Linked DNA regions of Mus musculus: region 2 is linked to region 1. Evidence: chromatin contacts called from public promoter capture Hi-C data. All regions are on one chromosome and are shown on one strand. The core of a region is the stretch at or near the end of the contact, and the rest is flanking DNA. Distances in the headings are between cores, read along the strand shown. Region 1 holds the start of Adcy9 (adenylate cyclase 9). Region 2 holds the start of Pam16 (presequence translocase-asssociated motor 16 homolog (S. cerevisiae)).

Region 1 (7,043 bases), core at 1,381-3,880:
AGGTCTTTGTACTTTGTGGAGGTAGAGAAGTCAGACTCTTCTGTAGATCCTCCTGGCTTTTGGCATTATGATATCATGATTAATATATATATATATATAATTTTTTTTTTTTTTTTTTTTTTTTTTTTTTTTTTGCAGAACTCGCTGCTACATCCAGGCAGAGTGGATTCTGTCATCATCATAACCCCATTGTCCTTCCATGGCATAGTAAAGATTAGGATGCACACGTCCTTACCGATTGCTTAGTGTACAGATGCACACGTCCTTACCGATTGCTTAGTGTACAGCGCTGGTACCAAAATTCCAGTCCTCGAGGGCCTACAGAATGATCCACACCCTAGCCTGGAGGTCAGGACATCTCTGGCAGCTTGTAGGCTTCAACAGCAGGGAATGCAGCTTCACAGCTTCCAGAAACATACAGAGGGGAGAAGGAAAGACGCAAGCATGCTTACTACCCACATTGAACAATGTTGCAGGGTAAAGTCAGGAATTTGAAAGTTGCCATAAATGGTGGGTGCACTGAAGTGGTTTGTGGGAGGCAAGGAGACATGCAGACAGGTGAGCTTTCCTGTCTTTTAAGGTGACCAGGGAGTGAGGTAGCAATGAATTAAGAGAGAAAAATGGAAATGGTGAGACTTGTTTCTCAGAGCCTCTCACCAAGGTGGGTTGAGAGGAGACAGGCAGGGCCTGTGCTGGGTCACAGTGAGCTTCAAAGTCTGTCAGAGCTTCCAGAGTCTGAGGTCTGCTTTTAAAATATGAACTTATTATTGCCTTTTGTGGGACTTTGGGCATGTTACTTTCCAGTTCCTGTCTTCATGTCTCTAAGTGAGGGGCAATAATATCTTCCTCAGGGGGTTGTGGTCAACAGTAGGTCATGAGGAAAAGTGCTTGCTGGTCTCTGGCACTGGGATACTCGGGTCAGTACCAGCTGGCCACTGTTACTTGTTAGCTATTGGTGTGTGCTCCGCTTTTCCAAACCTCAGATACAGGAGGCACATAGTTCCTGCTCAATAAACATCTCTTTCTATCTTTAGCTTTATTCTGAAAAAAAGTTAGAGTTAGAAAAATGTTGTAAAAATACTAGGGAGTTCCCCTGCGACCTACACCCAGCTTCTCCTACTGTTAATGTCTTGGGTAACTGTGGGATTTAATGGGGATGCCATTAAATACACTGCATGTTTCACCAGCTGCCTTCCCACTGTTTTTTGTTTGTTTGTTTTTGTTTTTTTTCCTGTTCTACTTTGCCCTTTAATGACAATTTGCCCCTTACTTGTGACAATACCTTAGGCTCTGTGTTTGGTGACTCTGGCACTGTGAAGAGCACTTGGCAGTTTGGTTGTGGAGTATTTTTCAGATTAAGTTCCTTCCTCAGATGTTTTCTCATAATTAGATGGACATCTTGCACTTTGAGCTGGAATATATCAACAATGACACGTTTACTTTAAAAAGTTCCTGTTTATTGTGGTGCAATACATACTGCATAAAACTTACCATTTATGCAGTTGTACTTATCATTAAAGCAATCCAAAGACACTAGTACGTTCATGAAGTATACCTACTACAGAATCCACGGCGTTGTGTTCTCACTAGTTCCAGATGTTTTCATCACCCCAAAAGGAACCCCCAGGCTTGATAGTGTAGTCAATACCTAGTACTTCATACAACCGCAGGCATCCATCACCTGTATTTTCTCTATAGATTTGCTTGTTCTGGGCATTTCACATTAATACAATCATACAATATGTGGCCTCTTGTGTTTGGTTTCTTTTACCCAGTGTGTTTCAGAGGTTGTAGCAAGTGTACTTCATTTTTATAGTCGAATAATATTCGGTTGTATAGATAGTCTATATTTTACCTTCCTATTCCTGAATTCCACAGTGACTGTGGATGCCTGGGATGGGCCCCGAGAGCTGTGGGAAGGAAGGGTCAGTTAGTCCCCTGTGGTTGCAGAAAAACACTGTACGGTGTGGCAGCCAGGGTGCGACCAGAGAATATAGAATTGTGTTTATTCAGGCCAGAGTTTACACAGACCAATGTAGAACTTATTAATGGGAAGCTGATTTCTTTGAACGTTTTCCTTGTGGAGAGGGAAAAACAGTTGTTCATGTGAAGAATGAAAGATCTTCAAAGTCGGGAAGATAACTTCCCCAGGGGGTTGGCAAAGGTGGTCCTCAGTGGTGCTCGACTTTAGAAGCTATCAGAAGTGGCTTGGCTGGTGATGATCATTTCCATCCCCCAGCAAGTTCAGAGGGGCCTAGCACCACTGGGAACACTCCTACATTGCTGGCAGAATGGGAGGGAGGTCACAATCGAGCAAAGCCAGGGACTGAAAACTTCGATGTATCCAAAAGGTAAACTGCGCTTAGATGCTTCCTGTGCGGACTTGGGGGCCAGGCTGCGGGGCAAGTAGTCAAAGGCAGCCAAGGCCTCGGAAGAAGGCGGAGGCCTGGTGCCCACAGCAGGCGGCCCAGGCTCGGAGCAGCCCAGGGCGGAGGGCGGCGCCCAGAGCGCGTCCGCCCGGCCCCGCCCCGCTGCAGCCCCGAGCCGGGCGCGCGCTCCTAGGCGGGGTGGCGCGCTGCTGGTGCGCGTGTCCCGGACCCGGCGGTGACGTGCGCGGGCCGCGCGTGCGCGCTGCGGCAGAGGAGAGGGGCGGCGCGGGCGCGCGTCTGTCAGTGACAGCGGGAGGGGGAGGAGGAGGGGGCCGGAGATGGTGGTGGCGGCGGCTGCGGCTGCTACTCTTCCGACCTGAGGCAGCGGCTGCGGGAGAGCGGGCGGCGGGCGCAGCCGCAGCGGCATCTGTAGCTCAGGCAGGGCCCCTGGGGCGTGGGCGCGGCGTGCGGACGACCGGCGTGCTGGCCAGCCGGCGTCGCGGGAGTCAGGCTCTGCGGCAGCCCGCACGGCGGTCTGTGGAGGGGCCCGCGCAGTGCCCCGAGCTCGGCTCTGGGCCGGGGTGCGTTCGGCTGCGGGCAGCAGGCCCTGCTAGACCGGCCGCTCGGACGGGCGGCCCTCGGGCTCCTCAAGCTCGCGAGCAGGGGCGCGGGGCAGGGTAGCCCGCTGGTGCTTAGCCGCAAGGGGACGGAACGCGGCAGGAGCCGCAGGTTGGCCCGCGCGCTTTGACGCACCGGGCGCTGCTGCGGCAGGATGAAGCGCTGCTCGCCTCCCGAGTTGTTTTTGCGAAAGCTGCTCCCGGTGCCCCGAGCGCTCAAGGTCTGAACTTCCCTCTGGAGCTGCAGTTGGAGTTGCACGGGGAGAGGCCACCAGCGGGCGACGGCGCCCGAGGGGAGCGCAGCGCAGCGCTGCCGGGGACCCAAGACTCAGCGCGGCCGCGGCACGAGAACCCTGGGAGCACCAGGTACGGCCCGTGCGGTTCTCGCTCGCCTTGGCGCTTTTATGCGCCGTTATGGGCAGTTTTGGTGAACATATGGTGGTGCCTTCCCAAGTGGCTCGCCAGAGCTCGCACTCGCGACAAGCACAGGTCGCGTGGCCCTCCGGGAGTGTGTGTAGTCAGGCCGCTCTAATTCTGCTGGTTTTGCCTGCAGGTGCCCCTGACCTGGTCGGGAAAGGTTCCAAGAGCTCGGCAACATGGCTTCCTCACCCCACCAGCAGCTGCTGCATCACCATAGCACCGAGGTGAGCTGCGACTCAAGCGGAGACAGCAACAGCGTGAGGGTCAAGATCAACCCTAAGCAGCTGTCCTCCAACACCCACCCGAAGCACTGCAAGTACAGCATCTCCTCCAGCTGTAGCAGCTCGGGAGACTCAGGGGGCCTTCCCCGGAGGGTTGGCGGCGGGGGTCGCCTGCGCAGACAGAAGAAGCTGCCCCAGCTTTTTGAGAGGGCCTCCAGCCGGTGGTGGGACCCCAAATTCGACTCCATGAACCTGGAGGAGGCCTGCCTGGAGCGCTGCTTTCCGCAGACCCAGCGCCGCTTCCGGTACGCACTCTTTTATGTGGGCTTCGCCTGCCTTCTCTGGAGCATCTATTTCGCTGTCCACATGAAATCCAAAGTGATTGTCATGGTGGTCCCAGCTCTGTGCTTCCTGGTGGTGTGTGTGGGCTTTTTCCTGTTTACTTTCACCAAGCTGTACGCCCGGCATTATGCGTGGACCTCGCTGGCTCTCACCCTGCTGGTGTTCGCCCTGACCCTGGCTGCGCAGTTTCAGGTTTGGACACCTCTGTCAGGACGTGTTGACAGCTCCAATCATACTCTCACGGCCACTCCGGCGGACACTTGCTTATCTCAAGTAGGAAGCTTCTCCATATGCATCGAAGTGCTCCTTTTGCTCTACACAGTCATGCAGTTACCTCTGTACCTGAGCTTGTTTTTGGGGGTGGTCTATTCTGTCCTTTTTGAGACCTTCGGCTACCACTTCCGAAACGAAGACTGCTACCCTTCTCCGGGCCCTGGGGCCCTGCACTGGGAGCTGCTGAGCAGAGCCCTGCTTCACGTGTGCATTCACGCTATCGGGATCCATCTGTTTGTCATGTCTCAGGTGAGGTCCAGGAGCACCTTTCTCAAGGTGGGACAATCCATTATGCACGGCAAAGATCTGGAAGTAGAGAAAGCCCTGAAAGAGAGGATGATTCATTCAGTGATGCCAAGAATCATAGCCGACGACTTAATGAAACAAGGGGACGAGGAGAGTGAGAATTCCGTCAAGAGGCATGCCACCTCCAGTCCCAAGAACAGGAAGAAGAAGTCCTCCATACAGAAGGCACCGATAGCATTCCGCCCCTTTAAGATGCAGCAGATTGAAGAAGTCAGTATTTTATTTGCAGACATTGTGGGTTTCACCAAGATGAGCGCCAACAAATCTGCGCATGCCTTGGTAGGCCTACTCAATGACCTGTTCGGTCGCTTTGACCGCCTGTGTGAGCAGACCAAGTGTGAGAAGATCAGCACTCTGGGGGACTGTTATTACTGTGTGGCAGGGTGTCCGGAGCCCCGGGCAGACCATGCCTACTGCTGCATTGAAATGGGCTTAGGCATGATAAAAGCCATCGAGCAGTTCTGCCAGGAGAAGAAAGAGATGGTGAACATGCGTGTTGGGGTTCACACGGGGACTGTCCTGTGTGGCATCCTGGGCATGAGGAGGTTTAAATTTGATGTGTGGTCCAACGATGTGAACTTGGCTAATCTCATGGAGCAGCTGGGAGTGGCTGGCAAAGTTCACATATCTGAGGCCACTGCAAAATACTTAGACGACAGGTATGAAATGGAAGATGGGAGAGTTATTGAGCGCCTTGGGCAGAGTGTGGTGGCTGACCAGTTGAAAGGTACGTGCTTTTCTTTGTCTTCTCCCTTCCCCATCCTGTTTGCCTTCCATGGTATTAACAATAATTGAAAAACCTCTTTGCAGCGAGCGATAGTGTCTGGAGGCAGTTGGCTGTCTCGGTACACCTGACTGTGGGGAATCAGTGTGCCTTTTGTTTTTCTAGTGAGTCAGATGTTATAGACCTAGTCACAGTGCAGACATGAACACGGAGATAGGGCTGACCTAGATGAGACCTTAAAGGAGGGAGAACTTTGAAAACTCACACCCTGCCTGTTGGCTTCGATGTCTCTGAAATTCTGGTGGAAAGCCAAGTGAGTGTGTGTGGGTATCAGAGACCTTTGAAAGTTACAACTTTTTAGCACTTAAAGAAATTGCCCTTAAACTCCGTGTAGATGTTTCCCTATCTCTTTTGACAAAACTGTTAACCCCAAACTCCTTTTCTTCTTCAGGCCTTGCTTTGCTTATGGTCAAAATAGGGCTAGGAAGCCGACTCTGTTCTGTAGGATTCTGGAGAATCAGACATGTGTGCCTGCTAGTGTGGAGTCAGCAATCTTCCCTCCCCTTAGCCCTCCTGCTCTCCCTCCCCCTCTCCTAAGTTTTCATTTCTATCTTTCAGCAGGTGTTTGGAAGTTCTTCATCCCTCACATTTGCATCTGGCTCTTTGTCCTTAGTTTTTTGTTTGTTTTTTTTTCCTTTTATTTTTATTTTTTGTTATTTGTCCATAGTTTTAAGGTCCTTAGTGTTCTTGGAATTTTTGCTGGGTTACATTTTACTTTTGTTTATTTTCTTATTTTTGTATAGAACAAAAGTCTTTGAGGTCTAGAAAATGGATGTATAAACTGGGATCCAGAAAAGTATCCCATCCCCTGCACTGTTAAACAGGGTTTTACTGTCCTGGTGGTGGTGGTGGTGGTGATTTTTGGAGACAGGATTTCTCTTGGTATCTTTGGCTATCCTGGAACATGCTCTATAGACAGTCTGGCCTCAAACTTACAAGATCCTCCTGTCTCTGCCTTCTGAGTGCCGGGATTGAAGTCGTGCACCACCACTTTATAAACCTTCAGGACTGATGGAGCATTTATTTTAGAAGTATATAGGATTAACATCAATTTTGAAAAGCTACATTAACGCAGTATTGTGTTTTGTGGTATCCAAATGTCGAATAATTACACAATTAAAAAAACCCCAGGAGAGGGAACTGAGGGAGGAGAGGTGGTGGTTTAAATCAGATGGGGAAATGAGAGAGTGGCTGAGTTGTTCTTGTGCAGGCTTATAGCACTGCAGGGAGTTCTGTGGGAGTTTGTGATCTGAGCTCCCTTGCCATTTATTCTTCTCTGGCTAGTGTGGGTTTTCTTTCTCCCGAGTTTTTATTAGTTGTTAAGCAATTTATGGACATAGCAGGAAAAATCTCACCAGAGAATTCCCTTGGTCTAGAGAGATTTGAATGTGGGCATTGAGCAGCTCACAAGCGATGCTTTGAGTCCCCTTGGAAAGATCTTGCTATGACAGATGTCTTTCTAGTTATGAATGTGGCCCCTGCTTTGGGGGCTTCATGGTATCAGTGGATGAAAGCCCTCCATGACAGGGATTGTGGCACAGTTGTAAGCTGAGGTGCTGGACCGCGCTGCACTGCAGTGTATGTAAAGATCGAATGTGTTGGGTCACAGGACAGTGGAGGCAGTTTTGTGAGGTGTACTTTGTGTGATATATAGCATTAAATAAGCATTAGGCTCTACTTATAGACCCAGGGGCTCAAAGAAATCCCCTCA
Region 2 (7,300 bases), core at 4,280-6,779, 200 kb before region 1:
GCTGACGCCCTGGCACAAGGCCCTTCAGCACTGCTGGGCCTCGATGTAGCTCCCTCGACCCTGCTTCCCAGCTATGACCCTGACACAGGCCTGGTGCTTCTCACTGGCAAGGTTAGCTGGAATGGACTGGCTGGGGGTCGGGCAGGGTCTGATGAGGCTGGGTGCTTTCCTTTCATAGCCTCCCCTCTGTCCCCCAGGGTGATACCCGTGTGTTCCTGTATGAGGTGCTCCCGGAGGCCCCTTTCTTCCTGGAGTGCAACAGCTTCACATCACCTGACCCTCACAAGGTGATAATCACCCTCACCACTGAACCTCCTGTCCCTAAGCTGCACTGCAAGGTTTCCGTGCCCCCTCGTGGCCATGTGTGGAAGTGCAGGAGCCAATGGGGGTCAGGAGAGCCGAGGTCCTGTGCCCAGCAGCAGATAGAGCAGACTGTAGTAATCCAGGAGTTTGGAGAGCTGGCTTTATATTCAGCCACTACTACAAATTAAACCATATAAGGTTAAGTTAAATGAACCAGGCATGGTGGCACATACCCGTCATACCACTTCTCTGGAGGCCAAGGTAGGAGGATCATGAGTTGAGACCAACTTGGGTGCTATGGTGAAACTTTGTCTCAGTCAGTCAAACAGAAATCCAAGGAAACAGATTCTCTTTAGTTGCTTGCTTATCTTGATGTGGTGTGCATGTGTGTTAAACTCTCAGGGGACTGTCCCACAGTGGCATGTCCCTCCCACAGTAGCATACCCCTCACATCTCTTTTCAACTGCTTGAAGTAGGACTTGGTGGGACTTTTGTTCTCTGTAGAAATAGGCCAGTGCTACATATCTGGTCTTTTTCCCTTAAAAGCACTAGCTATTCCCATTGACAGCACACCAGTACTTTAGTTACTTAGTTACTTTCCTGTTGCTGCGGAGAGACACCATGGCCAAGGCAACTTTTATAAAAGAACACATTTAACTGTGGGCTTGCTCACTGATTCAGAGGTAGGTCGTGACCATCGTGGCAGGGAGACGGGCAGCAGGTGAGGAGGGAGAGCCAAGTGTGGAAAGGCATGGGTTTCTAAAACCTCTAAGCCCGTTCACAGTGGCAACCTCTTCCAACAAGGCAATGCCTCTTTAGCCTGTTTAGCTCCACTTTCTGAGAATCAGCCATTCAAATAGATGAGCCCATGGAAAGATTCTCATTCAGAGCACCACGGCTCCCTGAGGGCAGGCGTGTCTGGGCCTAAGGAATTCTGCTACTCCAGGAGGCCCCACCCAGGAGGATTGACTCTAGCTCCTGCTTCCTCACTCCCCCTAGGGTTTTGTCCTTCTGCCCAAGACTGAGTGTGACATTCAGGATGTGGAGTTTGCCCGATGCCTGCGGCTGCGCCAGACCTCCTTGGAGCCTGTTGCTTTCCGGCTGCCCCGGGTCAGAGTGAGTTTGGGTCAAGCACTCAAGCTCCTCTTTTAGTGGCTGGCCAGAGACCAAGGAATTTAAGTTCTTACCTGTTCTTGCACCCAAACCTCCCAGCTGTCTACTTTGGAGGGAATATCTGCCTTCGTATTCTACTGAAGTTCTGCAGAGCATGTGAATGCCAGCATGGGTGGGGCCAGGTCTCAGGCCTCTGTGTCCTGGGCTGCTGGTCAGTGTCTCAGGACAGCCCCTTCACCCTCTGCAGAAAGAATTCTTCCAGGATGATGTGTTCCCGGACACAGCTGTGACCTGGGAGCCAGCACTCAGTGCCAAAGCCTGGTTTGAGGGTGCTAATGGACAGCCCCGGCTACTGAGTTTGCAGCCCCCTGGCATGACCCCAGGTAGAGTAAGGAATAAAACGGGGAGACAGCAGGGGCGGGGAATCTGGACAGGGGTGGAAGGAGGAACAGGAGGCCCAAGTACAGTCCTTCGTTCCTGCTGCCACAGACCTCCTAAGGATGTTAGACATGTCTCCAGACCCAGTCTCTGAACCCCTGGAGAGCAAGTTCTGTGGCTTGTGTTTTATCCTAGCACATATGCATATGTACACACACATGCATGTGTTGTATACTTAACACATGCAGTATCCTTACATATACATATCCTGGTGCTATGGGCAGGCCTGGTGAACAGGGGCTTTAATAACTTGTTAATGCCACTTCTTTGATCTGTGCCAGCAAATTCCCTGAGGGTTGATTCTAAACAGCACCTTCTTTGATGCCTGTCCTTGCTTTACCCCAGTGAGCCAGGCCCCCCGTGAGGTCCCTGCCCGAAGAGCCCCATCTTCAGCACAATACTTGGAAGAGAAGTCTGACCAACAAAAGAAAGAAGAGGTGAACCTCGGGAGAGGGCTGCTATGTGGTACAGGCAGTGTCCCCCATGCGCTTAGTTATCTGCCAACTCAGGAGCCTCAATCCAGATGGCAGGAAGAACCACGTGTTACCCCTGTCTCCACACCAGACTCTGGGTAGGGAGTCACACCCAGGGCACAGGAAGCCAGGGAGGGCAGCAAGAGGCACACATGCTAGCCAGCCTTTACCTAACCAACATTAAAGATTGAAGACCTAAGCCCTTGGTCAGCCTGGTGTCCACTTGAGCCTTTGAGGCAATGCACAAGAGATGGCGGCTCCTCATGTCAGGTTCCACGTGCTACAGTCTCTTGTCTCTGACCCCTTTTTACTGTGTTTCACAATGAAAACCCAACAACTTAGTTCTAACTGAAAGGGCGCTTTTTAGCATTGTTGGGGTTAAAAATGGGGTTTTAAGTTCTTGAGGTCGGAGAGTCATTTCTTTCGGTCCCTCTCCTGTTCACTTTCGCAGCTGCTGAATGCCATGGTAGCAAAGCTGGGGAACCGAGAAGACCCACTGCCACAGGACTCCTTTGAAGGGGTGGATGAAGATGAGTGGGTGAGTGGCACTTGGCCCGGCTCCCTCAGCCAGCAGCACTGTCCTGGAGACAGTGTGCTGCATTCTTTCACCTCTCAGGCCTCTAACTCCTGCTTCCTGCCTCACCCCAGGACTAGCCTGCACGCGAGGCACGCCTAATCACAGCTGCCACTGCCACCTCCTACAACTACCTGCTGCCCTCCACACCTAAGATCTCTGCAACCTGGACAATGCTGCACTGGCCCTGGCACGCACATCCAGCTCAGAAGCCCTGGGTGTCACGCAAGCCTCAGGCACTTCCACAGCTGTGGGGCCTCCATGCAGCTGCAGAGACTGCCTGCTCCTTAACCCTCTGGAGCCAACTGTTTATCTTCAGCTGCCTGTTAGCATGTGACACCAGTGGGTGGGAGGTAGGTGTCAGTAGCATGTCTCTGGGCCAACTCGGGATGCCCTGTCTCTCCCAGTCTTTCTGCTGGTTTCCTCTAATATCTTCAGTTACTACAAGCCAAGCTGTCTTGCCTACTGCACCAGCCCCAGTCAAGGACACTGGGGGCTGGTCCCCCACCAAGCTGTTGGGAGCCGCTTTCTCCTTAGGGGCCTAGGACCATTTGTCCTGCTTCTCCTGGCTTGAGGAGAAAGGGTCTCATGGCGCTAACAGCCTCATTACAGTGGTGTGGACCCCATAACAAACAGCCTATATAGGATATGCTCTGGATGTTTCCAGCAATTAAACTTTTCTAAGCTGGCTGCCTCTTGTGCTGCTCCACTCCCTGGGAATATAGAAAGAAGGATACAGGGATATGAGTGAGCGAGCAAGATTTGGGTCTGTTCCTGTTCGTGCTGGTTTCACTTTGCTACACGTTCCTTGTAATATACAGGAAAGATGGCGCTCCGCTGACTGCAGCTCTGTTACACTAGGGAACCAGTGGTGCATAGGAAAGCAATGAGGAAACGGAAAAGGAGCTGACTTGGGCTCATGGCAGGGTCAGGGCCTGAGGGGGAGATGTTTCCGTTCCTAAAGTGAAAACTAAGATCTGCAGGACCCAATGGCAAGCAAATGGAAGGTCAGCACTGTACGCAGGGAAGGGAGAGTGTGGAGGTAGGTTGGGCACTGGTCTAGGTCAGAGGTTCTCAGGCTGTGGGTCACAAACCCTTTTGGGAGGTCAAGTGACCCTTTCACAGGTGGCTTAACATGTTAGAAAACACAGATATTTACATTACGGTCCATAATAGTAGCCACAAAAATAATTTTATAGTTGGGGGTCACCACAACATGAGGAACTATGTTAAAGGGTTAGGAGAGTTGAGAACCACTAGTCTAGAGGCATCTGACTTAAGGCCATTCACCAAACATACATGAGTACCCATGCCAGGCAGCCGTCCCGGTGCTTGATAGCTAGGAGTAAAGGCATAAATGTCCTGCTCACTGTGAGTGCCTACTCTAGTAGGAGACATAGCAATGATAATAAATGTTAAAAAAAAAAAGAAGAATTATGTCATAGAGCAGTGTCTCTCATCCTTCCTAATGCTGCAGCCCTTTGATACAGTTCCTCATGTTGTGAACCCCAATCATAAAAAATACTTTCATTGCTACTTCATAACTGTAGTTTTGGTACTGTTATATATCACAATGTAAATATTTCTGGAGGTAGAAATTTGCCAAAGGAGTTAAGATGCACAAATTGAGAACTAAGGGGAAAAAAGGAAGCATGAAATGATAATGGAGTCACAAGACCATGTGTTGTTCCGATTCTGAGTCTGTGGACTGTTGAGGAGAAACCCAGACACAAAGTACAGATGAGTAGATTTCAAAGTAGGGACGTGCGTGGCTGCTGGGCAAGAACTGGTCTGATCTGGATGTTGGTCATGGCAAAACTGAACTGTACACTCCAAAAGGTGGAACTGCTTGGTGTGTGAATTACGGCTGTCTTGATGGAACTGTCCCAACACACAGACACACAGACCAGAGAAGGTCTTGTGAGGACTTGACGAGAAGCCTTTGCAAACCAAGCAAAGAAGCTTGACTAGAGACCAAACCTGGCATAAAGATTCCAGAAGCAGCTGGGCAGTGGTGGCGCACGCCTTTTGATACCAGCACTCAGGAGGCAGAGACAGGCAGAATGCAATGAATTCAAGGCCAGCCTGGTCTACAGAGTGAGTTCCAGGACAGCCAGAGTTACACAGAGAAACCCTGTCTCAAAAAAAACAAAACAAACAAAAATCAGAAAAGAATAAACTAAGCATCTGATGTTTAAAGGACACCTCAGACCTTTGAAATCAGGACAGCGTGCTGGGCATGCCACTGTAGTAGGGGACTTGGTGGCCCTCACTGAGGAGATGGCATTAGATTACAAAGTTGACTGAACATGGGCAGAAACAGTTCCTCAGGCGTCTAGGAAAGAGCTTCACCAGAAGGGGCAATGTGAAATAAATCCTATTTTGAAATACCTGGTTCTCTTAAATATTCTAGCGATTTTAACATCCAACCCTATTATACTCTGGTTTATTTCATATGATAGCTTCTTCCTAAGTGTTTTGGGAAAATGAAGGGAAGGCCACCAAACTGCACCAAGTCTGGGGCCGCCCACTGGTCCTCTGGCCCCGAGGCAGGCTCCGCCCACATGCGCGGTGCCGCGAGAGTCACGCCTCTGGAAACGCGTCGCGTCCTTGCGCACGCGCTCTCCGGTCTCCCTTGACCTCTGACCCACCAGCAACCCTTGAGCTGGTCCCACTGGGTCGGGAAGCGGCACCCGTCCCCCTAAAGTGGAGCGTCCGCCATGGTGAGGCCCGGGATGGGGTGTTCGGGAAGGGAGGTCAAATCGGAGTCCAGCAGCGGGCTCTGGTCCTGATGCCGTGAGCCCCCCGGGTTCCTCACAGGAAGCAGAGTCTGTAGCGTGGCGCCCGGTCGGTCGTTGGTGCCCGGGCAGTGACGACCGCGGACCGGGGAATCGAGGCTCGGTTGGCGGAAAGCTCCCGGCCAATCCCGGCCTGTGCGTTCCCTGCCTCGGCGTGCGCGGTCCGCTGTGGGCAGTGGGAGGAGACGGTCGTTGACTGGGCCGGCTCCTGAGTGGCAGGACTCGGCGATATTGGTGTTGTGTCGCTTGGCTTTTAACCGCGTTTGACAGTTGGCTCATCCAAGGAAGTGGTAGACCTGAGACTTGCTAGAATTGAAACCAGAAAGGCTGAGCGTTTTGGCACCATTGGCACCTGAAAGTTGCCCGCAGGTTCTTGAGATTTGCCCCTAAGTGATTGGAAGGTTAGGGAAGCCTATTTATCTGTTTGTTTGAGACTAAGTACCACTATGTATATAGATAGTGTGGCTCGCCCGGAACGCCCTATGTGCTCAAGCTGGCTTTAAACTCACTGAGATCCTTTTGTCTCTGCCTCTGGCTCCCAAGGGCTGGCAGTAAAGGTGTGCGCCATCTCACCCAGCTGGGAGCATCTTCCTTGACCATGGGAAAGTAGGTAGTAGTTAACCGCTCACAATGCGTTGTCTGGAGCTGAAGCTTTATGTAGATTGTCATTTAAGCCTTCTCAATCGTCCCCATTTTAATTTAAGGGATTTGAAGCTCAGAGAATTTGACTTTTCCAAGCTCATCTTTCCCACAAGAGTCAGTTTGGCCCCAGCTTTGTTCGTGTTCTGTTCTGAGACTAAACATTTGCCACTATATTATTCCTTGTAATTAGGTCGCTGCCATTTAGTAAGAACCTTTGTTGGTTCCTCGTGGAACTCGGTCTTTAGCGTGCATTCTCCACATTCCACCTTGAACTTACCTCAGCTGCTCGTGTAAGGCTTATACTTGTAAACCCAGCACTTGAAAGGCTGGGCCAGGAAGATCAGGAATTTGTGAGTTCCAGGGCAACTTTAGTACATAGGGCTGAGAGTATAGCTCAGTGTTGCAGTGCTTGCCCACCACAGGTAAAAGGCCTTAAATCCATCCCCAGATGGATTTCTCATCCAAAAGAGGATGAGAAAGTACTGTTGGAAGGTGAGGTAAGAGGAGCCTAGAAGATTACCCCTGGGAGTCCGATTATGTCTAATTTTGTCAGGTCCTTAGGAATGGCCCAGGTTTGGGTTGGGGTACTGTCATGCTTTATAACTCAAACCCTCCTGCCTCCGCTTCCCAAGGACACTACTACCACCATGCCTTGGCAGTGTTGAGTCTCTGACAGTGTCTAGATAGGAAGGAGGTCAGTGCAGTGCATCAGAGGTGGGGCACTGTGCAAGAACTGGGCCCCCGCCAGAGCCTTTCCTCAGCATTGGAGGCATACAGAAATCCTGCCTGGGGAGTGGACTGTATGAGACTGTAGCTTTGACCAAACAGAGCTAAGAGTGACTTGATTAAAGTGTTGATTCATGAACAATCATGTTCTTTCAGATATGTGCTGTTCAGGCCAGTAGGGACCCAGAAACACTGTCATAAATGCCATTGTAGTGCCCACCTTCCTCCTGTCT

The links. Capture Hi-C pulls out chosen DNA fragments and counts their contacts.
Region 2: a promoter capture Hi-C map of pancreatic islet shows a contact between it and region 1. The contact joins the promoter of Pam16 here to the promoter of Adcy9 in region 1. A contact is called at or near these places in 3 of 39 promoter capture datasets (cranial neural crest, embryonic stem cells and frontonasal cranial neural crest), 6 of 484 Hi-C or Micro-C datasets (adipose-derived mesenchymal stem cells, cerebral cortex, embryonic fibroblasts and 2 more) and 2 of 9 other capture datasets (liver and pancreatic islet).

Annotation. Positions count from the first base shown.
Region 1 is chr16:4,416,085-4,423,127 of GRCm38.p6, reverse strand. Adcy9 (adenylate cyclase 9) reads left to right here and starts at 2,630. Exons shown (of 11, transcript NM_009624.3): 1 at 2,630-3,352; 2 at 3,540-5,275. The coding sequence starts at 3,583.
Region 2 is chr16:4,623,175-4,630,474 of GRCm38.p6, reverse strand. It overlaps Pam16 (presequence translocase-asssociated motor 16 homolog (S. cerevisiae)), which reads left to right and starts at 5,529. Exons shown (of 5, transcript NM_025571.1): 1 at 5,529-5,624. The coding sequence starts at 5,622. It overlaps Coro7 (coronin 7), which reads left to right. Exons shown (of 28, transcript NM_030205.4): 22 at 1-111; 23 at 198-287; 24 at 1,303-1,419; 25 at 1,664-1,799; 26 at 2,200-2,291; 27 at 2,779-2,865; 28 at 2,976-3,591. The coding sequence ends at 2,981. It also overlaps a transcript of Glis2 not described here.